2 separate regions of the Mus musculus genome follow, and region 1 is linked to region 2. A link is a contact called in public HiChIP or PLAC-seq data. All regions are on one chromosome and are shown on one strand. Each heading gives the region's core, a stretch centred on a gene start, on an enhancer-like site or on the middle of the called end of the contact. The rest is flanking DNA. Distances are from core to core; before and after follow the strand shown.

Region 1 (6,739 bases), core at 130-2,629, 45 kb after region 2:
AGTAAGTACAGACTGAATCTGGAGCCCTGTGGACCACACAGCAAGTATGGACTGAGCCTGGGGTTTTGCTGAAAAATCACCCTTCCCCTTCCCCTCTGAAGAAGTTGCCCTTACCGCTTCTGAATTCCTATTTTGCTGAAGGAAGAGAGGCGTGGAAGGCCATTTTTCTCATGGTCATGGACTACATTTTCAGGAATCTCTTCAATGGAAGAAAATGCTCCTGGGGGGAACAAGAGGAAAGGGTGCATGGGTTACTTCAGTCTGACCCTTACAGGTGCCATCAGTGTCATCCCAGGCCCCACAAGCTCCATAGCACACAGGAGAAGCCCACAACCAATGTCCATGTGTACACTCCTGAACTCCAGCTGTCCTGCTGGAGGCAGTAACATAATGGAGAGCCGTTCTTCTATCCAGCAGCTGACTGAAGGAAAGAAGTTTCTGTTGGGAAAGGGAAGGAAACAAAAAGAATATTGACCCCCACGGCCCTGTTGATGTACCTAGGAGGCTAAATCTTCCTAAAGCTGGTATTGCTCTTTCTATCTGATCTCTGAGATGGCAGGAGATGCTGGAGGGACATGGCATGGAGCACGTACGTATCCAGCTATGCCCCTCATCTCCATGGCAGACTGTGCTCTTACAGCACAGGACTTCCAGAGCATCAGTGTCTCACAAACCTCATGGCAACCCACACGGCAAATGACAAAGGTTCTGCAGTTCTGATGCTAAGGTCCTGCTCCCCAGTTGGTTCTTGGTCTGTCAGTAAAGAAGCCATGGGCCAATTGCTGGACGGGAGGGATAGGTGGGACTTCTGGAGGCAAGGGGAGAGAGAGAGAGGGAGAGAGAGAGAGAGAGAGAGAGAGAGAGAGAGAGAGAGAGAGAGAGAGAGACCACAAGGAGAGGAGAGGCAGTGTGCCATGCTTTTGAGGGAGATCTCCGGTGGAGTGGCCATACAGGCAGGGGCCGGGGATGTTTAGCTGAGACTTGATGTAACTGAGCAACTAAAGTTTAGGGCAGGTAGAGAGGTGTGGAGATAAGAATATTGATAAAGGGCACACTTCTCCAGGTGGGAGAAAAGTAGCGTCCAGTAATTGTGTCAAAAGGCCAGTTGAAACAGAACAACTGCCTGTGTGTCTTTAATCCATGGATTCAAGGGAAGCGGGTAGGGGCTGGTAGCACAATCCAGCAAAGGCTACATGCAACACTTGATGGAAACACCTAGCTGGCACCAGAAGCAGGGAGGACATGGCTGAGAAGTGGGGCCAGGTTTCTGTAGAGGATAGGGGAGGCGGAGACTTTTCTTTTCTCAATGGAGACAAAGGGTGATAGGAGCCTGAAGGGTTTCCTTAGCTTCTGTGAGCTATAGCATCTGGCCTTATCCTGACCCAGTGCTGTCCCCATAAGGAAAAAGCTCTCTCGAGCCACCCATACGAGAGGCACAGCCTCCCCTCATTCATTCGTCTTCTTCCAACCACTTATGCCCTGTTCCAGAGCCCTATGTAGTTGGCACATTTGACCATGATGAGGGGTGTCAGACCCTGAGGAGACTCAATTCCCCCAAATTCTGGCGGTTGGAAAAATAAAAGCCAGCGCTCCTTGAGAACTTGTAAAGCCGGTTCCCCATTCCGAAAGGAGCCATTGCTCTCTTCACTGGCCAAGGGAACAAATAGTTATTTGTGATGCGCTTCAGGAAGATCTCTTAGCATAGCAAAGCACAAGATGCCCCCGGGGCTCCCACAGTGTCACAAGAACCTGTTGTATATCTCAGGGTCTAATGCTAGGATCCTGGCTCTTCTTGCCTCCTCCTGACCTAAAGTGCTCCCAGCTCAGTCTCTGCTCCTCTACCCCTCCCCCACAGCTCCTCATGCTCCTTATAATCCTGTCATTTCTTCAACATGCTCTCGCTTTGTCTTCTCTTTGCCCCCCCCCCCCACCCGGCCTCTTCCACCACTACCTCTCTCTTCCCCTGCCTCTTCCACAGCCAGGTCCAGTCTGCTGGCTTTCTCTCTCTGCTCTGGATCCTCCCAGATGCCTGTGGCTGTTCTCTCTCACATCCATCATAAAACCTCCCCCTTAACCTTCCCGAGGAGCAGACATGCCGTCAGTTTACACAAGGAGAGAATGGAAGAGCCGGTGGTTTGGACTTGTGCCTGGGTCCACTCCACTCACCGTCCAAGCATACTGGGAGGTCAGCTGAGGATGGCCACGAAGACCTCCCTGCTTTACATGGCCTGGCCAGCCCATGCCTACACATTTAGCTTTAGGTTTTTTTCTTCTCTGTTTTAGGAAGTAGCATTGCATGACTTCACATGGTTATACAAACCAACAAGCTGACTTTTCCTACTAGACAACGCAGTGAGATGGATGATAAAGGCTTTCTTAAAATAAGTTTAATTTTTCTTCTCACTGACCATGTTGTGGGTGTCAATGTCAAGGGGGCAGGAGGGAGTTCTTTGTTTTCAATTTAAAAAAAAATTATAACTGAAAATGTACTGTAACTGATTAAAACAGGTGATTCTGACATACACAGGAAGTTTGCGCTGTGCTTGTGAGTCCCAGAACTGTCAGGGAAGCTACACCAGCAGGTTGTGTTGACACACATATTTCATGTAGCCTTCTTCTATTTCCTCCCACCCTTGTGAGTGAGTTATGATGCTTCCCACTGCCATGGCCCCTATGTGAGCCTCTCTGTGTATTCTTTGTTTCCAATTTACCTTATACTCTTGATCTCCCATTCAGAAATCCAACATGCTGGCATATTATTCCTGGGACACATTAACTTCATACCGTGGATGTATCCAGGAGGCAAGGCCTTATCCTTTTTGCCCTGAGACTGACCTTTACAAAGTGCAAAAGGCAGCTGGCACTGGCCAGTAATGCCAGGAGTGGGTGTGGGAGCTGTGGGCACAATGCTGAACCCCAGGAACCTGTCCCACGGTACCCAGGGTGTGACTTCTGCTTGCTGGAACTCAGTCAGTTGGAGCTAAGTTTTAACAGACACCCTATGATAATTTTAGGCCAGTTTAGACTAATTGGAATTGAAACAAACCTGGTGTCTAAGCAGAGCAGTGGGTAATCAGAACTACAGTGTATGAACTCATGTTTCCACAATTTAATTCATTTCCCCAGTAAACATCAGATTTGTCCGAAACAAGCTAACTGAATGCTTTATGTCTAAGGCAGAACACAAGGTGTAGTTTCTCTCTTTCCAGCCAGCAGAGAAAGTCTCGGTCTACAAGTGAAGCTGCCCGAGGTCCAGGAGGCAAGAGTCTCCTCCTAGGCTCTGGCTATGGGTTCTTTGAAATTAGGGTATTTCAGGAATATGGGAGCCTGGCAGTACCCAAGACAGACTTAGCATGTACCATGGAAAAGAGGAAAGACTGATGGGAGTGGACAAGCTGAATGAGGATGGCCAGCCATGTCTGTGAAAACCCAGGAAATCCTGCCCTTGGTTCTGACCGAAACATCTTAGTTAGAGCCACCAATGGGACCACAGCTCAATGGTAGATAGCCTGCCTCGCAAGCATACGGCCCTGGGTTTTGTGCCCAGCACTGTAAAGACAGAACCAATAAGTTAACCCCTCCAATTTTTACAGCCTAACTGGAGTGTGGAAAACAACACAGAGAACCTTCAGAAAGGTTGTGGGTCTTTTCAGAAGAAGCCACCCCATCCTTCAGTGCCAGCCTCAACCCCTCTCCCATCACAGAGGTCCCCCCGCCCCCCACGCCACACATACCATTTAGGACGATCAGCACTTTCTTCCACTGGGTGTTGCCCACCTTGGGAGTCTGACAGAAAAGAATCTTGTGCTTGTCACAGACAAATATTCGATCCAGGACGAACTTCGAGACCTCGGTGTGTGAGAGGTTCCGCAGAGCCTCCTCCTTGCAGGTGTTTCTAATGAGCTCCAGCCGCTCCAGATAAACCGGGGGCTGATCAGGACGGCTGTCCGAAAGCATCTTCCCAGTTGGCTGTAAATGAGAGGGATGGAGGAGGCAGAGGGATTGTGGTTATAAAGCAGCAGGAGACCCTGAAGCCCCCTTCTCTTGACTTCTTCCCATCTCTACAGTGACAAACACCATCTCCTGCCACTTCGTATGCCTCTTCCACACCCTCCCTGCACAGCCCTGCTGAGTTTAAAAGACAGGCAGGGACAGGCGCCCAGGAGAACAGATGTCCACCCGATTCCTGTGGTTATTCTAGAAGACTGATCCGATCAACTGAAAGGATGGGTACACTGGGGTTCTGAGTGAAGAGGCCACATACGGAACTACTTCACAATGAAGAGAACATCCCTGAAATGAGCAGTCCTGGACCCAAGCCCTCCTCCATCTTCCATGACTCTGAAGGCCAGCAGGACCATTCGCTCCATAGCTGCTGAGTCTTGACTGGGTGAGTGGCAGCAAGGTCCAATGGGGACACTCAAGAAAGCCTTAGCTGGGTCAAATGTGAGGCATGGAGAGCGTGTGCATGTGTGTGTGTGCACATGAGCACAGTCATGGTATGTGTGGGGAAGCAGGGGGGCTGAAGAGGAAGAGCTGAGGGGAATGGATGGGTAAGAGGAGCTCTGCCAGTAACCGTATAGATTACTGTTCAGAAACCCTTACTGACCGTGATGTGTGCTCTCTCTCTCTCTCTCTCTTTCTCTCTCTCTCTCTCTCTGTGTGTGTATGTGTTATCTAAGAGGCATTTTGAATTTGTAAGGGACCACTACAGGGTAAGATCTATTTTCCCTGATGTGGCCTCTTTTCAGTGGGGACCCTCACCTGGAACTGCTTTGCGAATAGCTCACCTGCCCTTGTGGTATTCTCTATTCATGTACTTAAATATTTTCCATGAAGGCTCTGCCCCCTTGAGTTGTCACAACAGAGTTTTGCAGACCTGGCCTTTCCTACGTGAATGTCTTGCTAAGAAACCATGATGGTGCCTGTACCTCTGACTGGGATGCTTCTGTTCTGACTGGGTTCTAATTTGCCATTTTCATTCGGTGAACCAGGCGGCACCTGCCCTTTGCCCCAGTCTAGTCCAGAACTGGCAAACATCACTAGCGGTGGATACTTCATCCTTTCCAGCCAAATTGTGATGAGCTGCACTTTCCGGACTCAGCATGAGGACTGGCAAGGAGAAGGACCTTCGTAAGCTTACCCCTCTCCCTGGACAGAGAACAAGGAGAGTTATGTGTAATGGCCCTGCAGCAGCATCGAGGACTCCATGGAAGCAGAGAGTCGAGCTGGCCCTGCTATCTGCTGTGCAGATCATCTGGGGGCCTCTCCCTTGCCCTGGATTCAGCTTTCTCCTCCGTAGAGTCTGGAGTCTGGTCCCATGTTCTCTCTGATCCCAGAATTCCACACGGTCAGAAATCTTTCCACATTCCCAGTTTCTTCCTGACCCTATTCAATACTCTCCATCCCCCAGTGAAGTCATGACTTCGTCTGTCAGGAAGGGATTCTGCACAACCGACGCCTACAGAGAACCCACGGTGAGGGATGTAGCATAGCCACCTCACCAAACCCAAGCTAAAACAATGAACAGAAACAGAAAACAAAGGAACTCCAACTTGAATAACCCTTGCTGTCCCTTATCCAAAATACTTGGGGGCAGAAACGCAGGGAATTTAGAACAGGTTTTGGACTTTGGAATATTTCCATCTGCAAAATGAGATATTTTAGGGGCTCAAGTTCAAACCTGAAATTCATTTGTGTTTAATATACACACTGTGGTAATTGTATACAATTTTGGGGGATTACTGGGAATTGAACCCTGGACCTTGTCCACGTTAGGCAGTAGCATTGAGTGATAGCCCTAGCCACATAGAATATTTTAAAGTTTGATGCACACGACAAAGCTTTGCAGTGTAGGAATGTCCACTGTGGCACCATGTTGGTGTTCAATTTCCGGATGTGCACTATCATATATCAGGTGTTCAGATTTGGGATTCTCAGCCTGTCCCATAAACGAAGCTGCGATGACATAGGTGGGAACCTGCAAGAGCCACTGGGAGCAGCCACTCCCACATGACGGCCCCTGTGCAGTGTTCCTGAAGGAAAGCAGTATCCCTGTCAGAGGGACAAACCTTGTGCTCACCTTCGGGACTTCAGGAAAATGCTTCTCTCCTCTTAGCTTCTCTGCTTCCGGCATGGTCGTCAGGAACACAAACTCCTGTTTGGCACTATACCCTGGAGAACAGATTAACATACATTCTCACAGAGGGCAGGGCACAGAAATCAGTGGGACAGAATGCCACCACAGGAGACGCTGCACCCTCCCAGCCACGCCCCACTGGCTTCTGGCAAAGGCAACCCAACTTGAAGGTCACTCTGTGTGAGAACCTGGGCTTTGCAAAGGCCTATCTGAAGAGGAGGAAAAGATATGCTGCAGACCTGGAGAGAGCATTTACAAGCCTCATACTCACAGAGAACTTGTATCTAAAAGACACAAAGAAGTTAACAGATGAGACACTTAAAAACTAAACAAGGTGATGTGCACAGGAGTGAGACATGGGGAGACAGCTTCCTGAAGATGATCACCATCACTGGCCACAAGCAAACAAATCAAAATCACAGGAAGACAGTAGCAGAGACCCATCAGAATGTGGGAGAAAGAACAGCACCAAAGGCTGGTATGTGGAGAAACCTGCACATGTATACAATGTTGCAGTATGATGAAGCCACTATGGAAAAGGGTCTGGTAATTTTCTTAAAAGAAAAAAAAAGCAATAAATATGGTAACAAAACCCTGCAA
Region 2 (6,904 bases), core at 3,226-5,725:
AGATCATATGGCCATTTAACTTTTGCATACTTTGTGTTTTCAAACTACATTTCTAAGCCATTTAAATCTTCCCATGTCTTCACACTTAGCATGAATTTCTAGTAGATTCCATTTTGTGGGTGCTGCTTTGCAGGCACACTGATGTTTTTCCTTCCCACTTTAAATAGGCTGTTCCAATGTTGACTGGCCTCCATGATTCCTCATGAGATGCCAACCATCCATCTGGCTGTTTCCATGTTGACTGGCCTCCATGATTCCTCATGAAGTGTCAATCATCCATCTTGCTGTTCCCATGGTGACTGGTCTCCATGATTCCTCTTGAGACATCAACCATCCATCTTGCTGTTCCCATGTGGCCTTCATGATTCCTCATGAGATGTCAACCATCTGTCTTGCTGTTTCCCCATAAGCCTTGTTTTCTTGATACACTCAAGACTCTTAACAATTCTGGCTTAAACAGCAGACTGATTGTGATTTGAGTTTATTTTGAGTGGTTTCTTGTTCATCTTGTGAAACTGAAATTAATGTTTCCTGCTAAATTTGAAAGCCATTTGCTTTCCAATTTTTCTTCTCCTCCTGTGGTTCCAACTGAACATTCATTATACTACTTTATAATCCCACAGAACTAATTTATTTTTCTTTCTGTTCTGTTACTTAGATTAGGTTTTCATTTTCTCTGTGTCTATCCTGTATATCGTCTTCTGAGTACAATGTGTTGTTCACTTATTTACCAACTCGTAACTCCCAACTGTCATTTTGAGGTCAGTTTCCCTGTTGTGTTTCTAGTTACTCAAAAGTATCATATCGTTCTCCAGTCCTTTGGATTTAATTTCTTGTAACTTTTGAACTTATCTATACAGGATAGACATTTCTAACCCCAAACTGTAAAACTAGAAATTTTCTAGAATGCAAAGCATCTTCAGCAGCGGCTTGATGTCAACATAAAGCTTTGTTTCATGCACAAAACTTTAAAAATACTGTATGAAATCATATGAAAGTTTTAATTATTTTGTAAGCTGTATATAAAGCATCAAGTAATGCCTTGTCTATGCCTTGAGTTATATCATTATATATGGGACTATCCTCAAAATATGAAAGTTTTCAAAATCCCCAAATTCATCTGCTCCCAGGCATTCTGAACAACGATTCTGAGACTGTGCTGATGGCTCACTATTGAGCTAAACAGTATACAGAGTAAAGCACATTAGCAAATAAATAGCAAGAGAAAAGCACATTTCTGTTTAAGCATTATCTGAATCCAGGAATAAACTTGGTCTGGTAAATTAGATTTAGTATGAAATAATTGCTAAATTCAGACTACTATAAGACAGAGAAGATATGCACTATCTTTACAATCATGCTAACTTATGAATAAAATACCATGACCTAGGGCTGGGATGATGTCTTAGCTGTACGAGTGTGAGGACTTGAGTTCTGATCCCAACCATCCATGTGGAAACAGCTGGAAGGATGGCATCCTATGAGGGGAACAGGTCAATTGACAAGCATAAATCACCTTGGTCAGGAGAGGTTCCCTCTGACAAACTGCTTCAGCATCCTGCAGGGCTTGATCATAGTTCTTCATGGTTAAATATAACTCAGCTCTCAGCAGCAATAATGAGTTGTCATCCGGGGCTGGTAGACAGGAGAAATATAAATGACTGCATTTTAAAATACATTGTTTCCAGCCATTAAAAATACTGTTGGAAAGTAAGCACAAAGACAAATCTGAAGCAACTCCTCCCGGTGCTCATATGTAGAGTTCACTCGTTAAATGGGTATAAATTACAGAGTTTCTTTTAGGAAAACAGAAACAAATTTAATTAGACTTCGGAATGCATCAAGAAAAACAAACTGATACGTACTGTTCCTTTAAGCACACTAGTGCAATGTCCAATAATAAATCAAGGAATTTCTTAGCACAATAATCCAAATCTAAAATGCTTTCGAATCTGAGCTTCAGGTTTGAGGGTATTTCAGACTTTGGATTTTCAAATTAGAGGTGGAAGACTTAAAGAGAGAAAGAGAGCCTTTAAAGTGTGAAACACTTCTAGACTCAACGATTTTGTACCAGAGAAAGCCGTGCTGCTTAATTAGGTATTTTTAAAGGGACACCTTAAATACATTTCATGGGAAGCATGCTAAGAGATTCACACTTTAAAAAATAACAAAGGCAGCTGTGAGATGGCTCTGTCAGTGAGGCGCTCACCATACAATCATAAAGACCTCAGCTTGGATCCCAGCACCGAAATAGAAAAAGAACAGGGCAGGTGCACTGAAACACGCCTGCAGTCATGGCACTGAGGAGGTAAAGCAGAGCTTGGTCCCCAGTCGTGGACACCTGGATTCATGTGAGAGAAACAGCTGACACCAATGTTTATCTCCACATTCATATGCACCTACACTGTACACACACATGAACACATACCTAAGGAAGGGCTCCACTAGACCTGAGCATGGTGAGCACGGCTCTTCCCCCACTCCCTCTGCCTTGCTAAAAATTGTTAGATTACATTTCTAAAGCTAGACACCCCCCAAGATCCATTCCCTTATTTAGCCATTTCCTCTTCCTGAGACTTACTACCAAGGTCCAGCTGTCAAATTATTGAATACTAGCAGTCAGAAGTCCCCTTAGGCTCGCCTAATTAACATGCCCAATTAAAATTAAATACCTGGGGTTTCTCCTTGTACCTTTATAAACTGTCATTTGCCTATGGGCCACGTCTGTCTCATCTCTATCCAGAGGTGGTCCTTTGTCTCCTCCTCCTCTCCCTAGCTGCTTTTCTCTTCTTCCTCTTCTTCTAGCTCCCATCTTTGTCCCTTTGTCCCCACCCTTTGTTCCTCTGAAGCAGATAGATCTCCTTGTGCTGAGAATTTGGTCTTAGGGTGTCTTGTGCAGACACTGGTCCTTTTGCATTCATACATGTCACACACCAAGAAAATTCAACAGAAGAGTAAACTGTCAGGACCTGCCTTTTCGTCCTTTCTGCTCCTGTAAGTAACCCCTCGCCCACATTTCTGTAAGTAACCACAATAAAACTCACTGGTTCAACAATTTGGACTTTGTCAGTGTCTGGTTTTTGGTCTGCCTACCTACCTATTTGGGGTACCTATTTGGGGTGAGTAGGTGTGTGTGTGTGTGTGTGTGTGTGTGTGTGTGTGTGTGTGTGACATCTTCCCAGGAAAAGTATATCATATCATATATCACTCACTTGCTCACTCTTGTTTCTGGTAATACAGGTCTATTATGGAACTCTTTGGCATAGAGAGAATATTTCTCTTAAGGTTCAAAGCTCTTCCAACACCAACATCAAGTGAAAGTGTTTATGTTAGTTCTGATCCACAATGAGACCTTATATGTTCCATCTTTGACCATGTATACATACAGACTTTGAGGTGCTCACTGGCAAAACTCACAAGCAAATGTTGTTTAAAGCTTTTTGTATATGCGTATGGGTGATTTCCCTTCATGTAAATCTGGGTACCACATGCATGTCTGGAGCCCTCTGAGGCCAGAAGAGGGCATCAAATATCCTGAAACTAGAGTTACAGATGGCTGCCATGTGGGCTCTGGAAATCAAACCCAGGACCTCTGTAAGCGTATCCAGTGCTCTTAACCTCTGAGCAATCCCTCCACCCCCAAGTGTATTTTTTTAAACAACATTTTCTCTATTCTTGAGAATCTACATATGAATACAGTAGACTGTGATCATATCCACTGCCATCTCCCTATTCCAGCTTCATTAATGTCCTTCCCAAGTTCATGGCATGTACAGGCTGCAGTGACAGTTTTCCTTCCCACACCCCTCCCTCCCCCTTAGGATACCTTTTAGAAAACCTCCAGCCGCTACGCCTGGCATCCAAAATGAAGGGCTTGAGACATGTTCACCTTTGCATTCAAACAGCCTCAAGACCCCTTAGATAACTGATACAAATGACCACTGAATGGCACCTAGATCCCAGTATTATTTGAGACTTTCACAAATGCTGCAGCTGTAGGGTAAATGGAAAGAGATTCCATAGGTTCAAGCTATCTCTTACCTCCACTCCAAACCATCTTTCTGTCCTTCCTGTTCCCTAACAAAGCTCCATCTAGCTATGAAGTCTGAACATCGTACCCCAGTTGGGAGATGGGAGTCACGGGAAAGCATTTGTCATAGCCATCCATCAAGCATGAGCAAAACACCAAGTATACACCCTGCTCTCTTTACTCCTGGGTGAAGTCAGGATAGAAGATGCGCTCTAACACTCCTCAAAGATCCCTAACACCATCCCTCCTAGATGATACTGATCTGTCCTCTCTGCCCTCACAGTCATTTCATCTCTCATTTCAGACTTTAACCTCCACACATCAGCTACCTAACAGCACACTTCCTGGCTGCTTTAGAATTCTCGTTGTGTGTCCCTCCCAGGTCAGACCATCTGTAGCCCCACCCACTGGACTACTAGACTCTCCATAACCCTGCCATTTACATCTCAATGTTCACAGTACCTTGATCTTTGCAGCACTTGAGTTTATGACTGCCTACCTGCAGGTTGGTCTTATTCCCTGCTGTTCCTTTTGCAAAAACTAGGGGTGGTACCCAGTGAAGAGCCCTTGCCAGTTCCTATCACAGGGCTTATAGCAGTCTGCAAGACAAATGAGGTTTAGGTCCTGTCCTTCCTCAGTCCTGGGTATAACCACCTGAGCAGTGGGTGGGACTAACTGGGTCCCTAGCTATTTACTATAGATTCTCCTCTGAGGGCATCCAGTGAGTAGTTCACACCACCCTTACCCTCCAGAGCCAAACAGACTCAATGGCTGCCCTAGTGCTGCAAAATCAGCACTAAAAGCAGAGAGATCATCTTTGTCTCTTCCTCAGGGAGGAATGTTGCTTCTGTGTTACACAATCTGATATAGTCAAAGACAAGACTGGACAACTCCAGGAAGATCTCCAAAACAAATGCAGGAAACAGCTCGATGCCTGTGGCCAGTGGATCACTGACAGTTAAAGTAAAACTGGATGCTACCTGTCTTAAGATTAAAAAAAAAAAAAAAAAACCAAAAAAAAAAAAAAAACCAAACAAACAAAAGTTACAATGCCCTCCATGTACATATGAGCAACATTATTTGGGCTGAGTGGGTTATCAAAAAGAAAAGAAAAAAAAAAGAAAGAAAAAGAAAAAAGAAAAGAAGAAAGAAAACATTTTTAAATTGAGAATTTTCACTATCTAGAAGGCATACAATTAATTCTTCTCATAGGACCTGCCTTTAAAAAAAAAAGCCCATTGTTATACCAGAAATATAACTGTAGACTAATAATTTCCCACTGAAAGATTAGGTAAAGGTTCCTTAGCTGTACGATCACATGCATTTTGATACCTCTCCTTTGGAGGTTTTTAGAAATCTAATGGAAGATGCTACTGGAACTACAAGCTGAGCTTCAGAGACCAATCCATGGGCCCTACACCCTGTGCCCACCATGCTCATTGCTCTCAGATCCTGGCAGTTTGCCAGCTGGTTCCCTTGGGTTTTTCCCATAGCCACATTGTGTGTAGACAATTTACTTTCTGCTACTGTAATCTTTCCAGCCCTTCCCCTTCAGTCTCTTGTTGTGACATACTGAGATTAACCCTCCCCCTCTCTCAGTGGGGATTAAATCAGAGCCTCATTGCCACCCGACTCTTAAGTTTAAAAGACTATGTATGTCTAGAGCTGGGGAGATGGCTCAGTAGTTAAGAACACTGGAGGTTCTTCCAGAAGATCTGGGTTCAATTCCCAGCACCCACATGGTGGCTCACAGCCATGTGTTCCTCCAGTTCCAGGAGAGGTCATACCCTTTTCTGGCATTTGACAGCACAGCAGGCACATATGTGTCAAACAGCTAAGGTGGTGCCATTTTGTCCTGACTTTATTTGGAGATGTTCCTCAGTCTTCCATCCCAGCAGCCACAGGCACCATGGAAGTGCTTTTGGTGAGACTGTCCATGCCCTGACCATGTCCAGATGTATTAACCAGAACAACTGATGTCTGTGCCGGCTAAAACATAAAACTGAAATAAATAAGTGTAAGTTAGAGATAACTGTCATGTAGGCCTGGAAAAATACCATTAAGCTCTGTAAAAATATAGATGCTGTTCCTACCCTTAAAAAACCTGATGTGATTGTGGGTTCTGACTTTAAAAAAATGCTGAACACTTGAGTTTCTGCACCAAGAGGCTCTGAGAAATGAGTTCTTGGTCACCCACTTAAAAAAACTCATATGCTTCTAGTTGGTTTAATTAGTGTGTTCTTCAGTAACTCCCACACATGGATCATTCCACATGCCTGAAAAACATCCATCCATATAAAATCTTAACATTAAAGATTACATCCAATCACTGATAAAATTAGCCAGGCTACCTTCAGTCCTCGATTCCTAGCACGGGGTGCTGTGTTCCAGGAGGAGGCTGCAGAATCTGAGAGATGGAAGTACTGTGTCTTCCTCAACCTGTTCCAGTGGATTATGCTAAGTGACTTGTCTGATACCGAATTATCCTCATATTCTTAAAGCAGGCTGCTAGACTCCGGTACTAAGGCATTCACTCGGGATTTCTCATCTATGCACATGCATAAGATTGGTTCACACATCTTATCTCATAAAAGGAGATGTAAACGTTCCTGTGGTTTTCTATGGTCTGGGATATAAAGGAATCAAGCTCTGAAAGTCTTTTTGCCTTGCTGGAAGATGACAATCCCTCAGCAACATTGCAGCTTCTTTCAGATTAGTCATTCACATCACCCTTGTGCTTCTTCCTGGGCCAGTTCATGACAAATGACACAGCCCTCAGATGCAACACCTGAATTTGAAATCCACCATCCCTCTGCTTACACAAGCTATAGGCTAGCTTCGTCCTGAGGTCGACTGGGTTAAGGATACCTCTCT

The links. HiChIP or PLAC-seq counts read pairs in DNA pulled down with a chosen protein or histone mark.
Region 1: an H3K27ac HiChIP or PLAC-seq map of embryonic stem cells shows a contact between it and region 2, with 5 read pairs. The contact joins two enhancer-like sites. A contact is called at or near these places in 1 of 39 promoter capture datasets (macrophages), 1 of 15 datasets of contacts at CTCF or cohesin (the G1E-ER4 cell line), 9 of 484 Hi-C or Micro-C datasets (the HPC-7 cell line, brain, cerebral cortex and 5 more), 3 of 115 datasets of contacts at active chromatin or transcription factors (embryonic stem cells and neural progenitor cells) and 3 of 9 other capture datasets (adipose tissue, liver and pancreatic islet).

The regions. Positions count from the first base shown.
Region 1 is chr1:38,867,867-38,874,605 of GRCm38.p6, forward strand. It overlaps Chst10 (carbohydrate sulfotransferase 10), which reads right to left. Exons shown (of 7, transcript NM_145142.2): 4 at 6,083-6,174; 5 at 3,735-3,969; 6 at 115-220. Among named protein-coding and RNA genes, the nearest start is that of Gm51581, 25 kb to the right of the region's middle. Within about 2 kb of position 1,380, at least 7 of the 459 cell types and tissues checked have an H3K27ac peak or open chromatin away from gene starts, as enhancers often do. A contact at or near this core is called in embryonic stem cells, where this site is marked.
Region 2 is chr1:38,819,631-38,826,534 of GRCm38.p6, forward strand. Lonrf2 (LON peptidase N-terminal domain and ring finger 2) reads right to left here. Exons shown (of 12, transcript NM_001029878.2): 2 at 1,517-1,635. Among named protein-coding and RNA genes, the nearest start is that of Lonrf2, 14 kb to the right of the region's middle. Within about 2 kb of position 4,476, at least 4 of the 459 cell types and tissues checked have an H3K27ac peak or open chromatin away from gene starts, as enhancers often do. A contact at or near this core is called in embryonic stem cells, where this site is marked.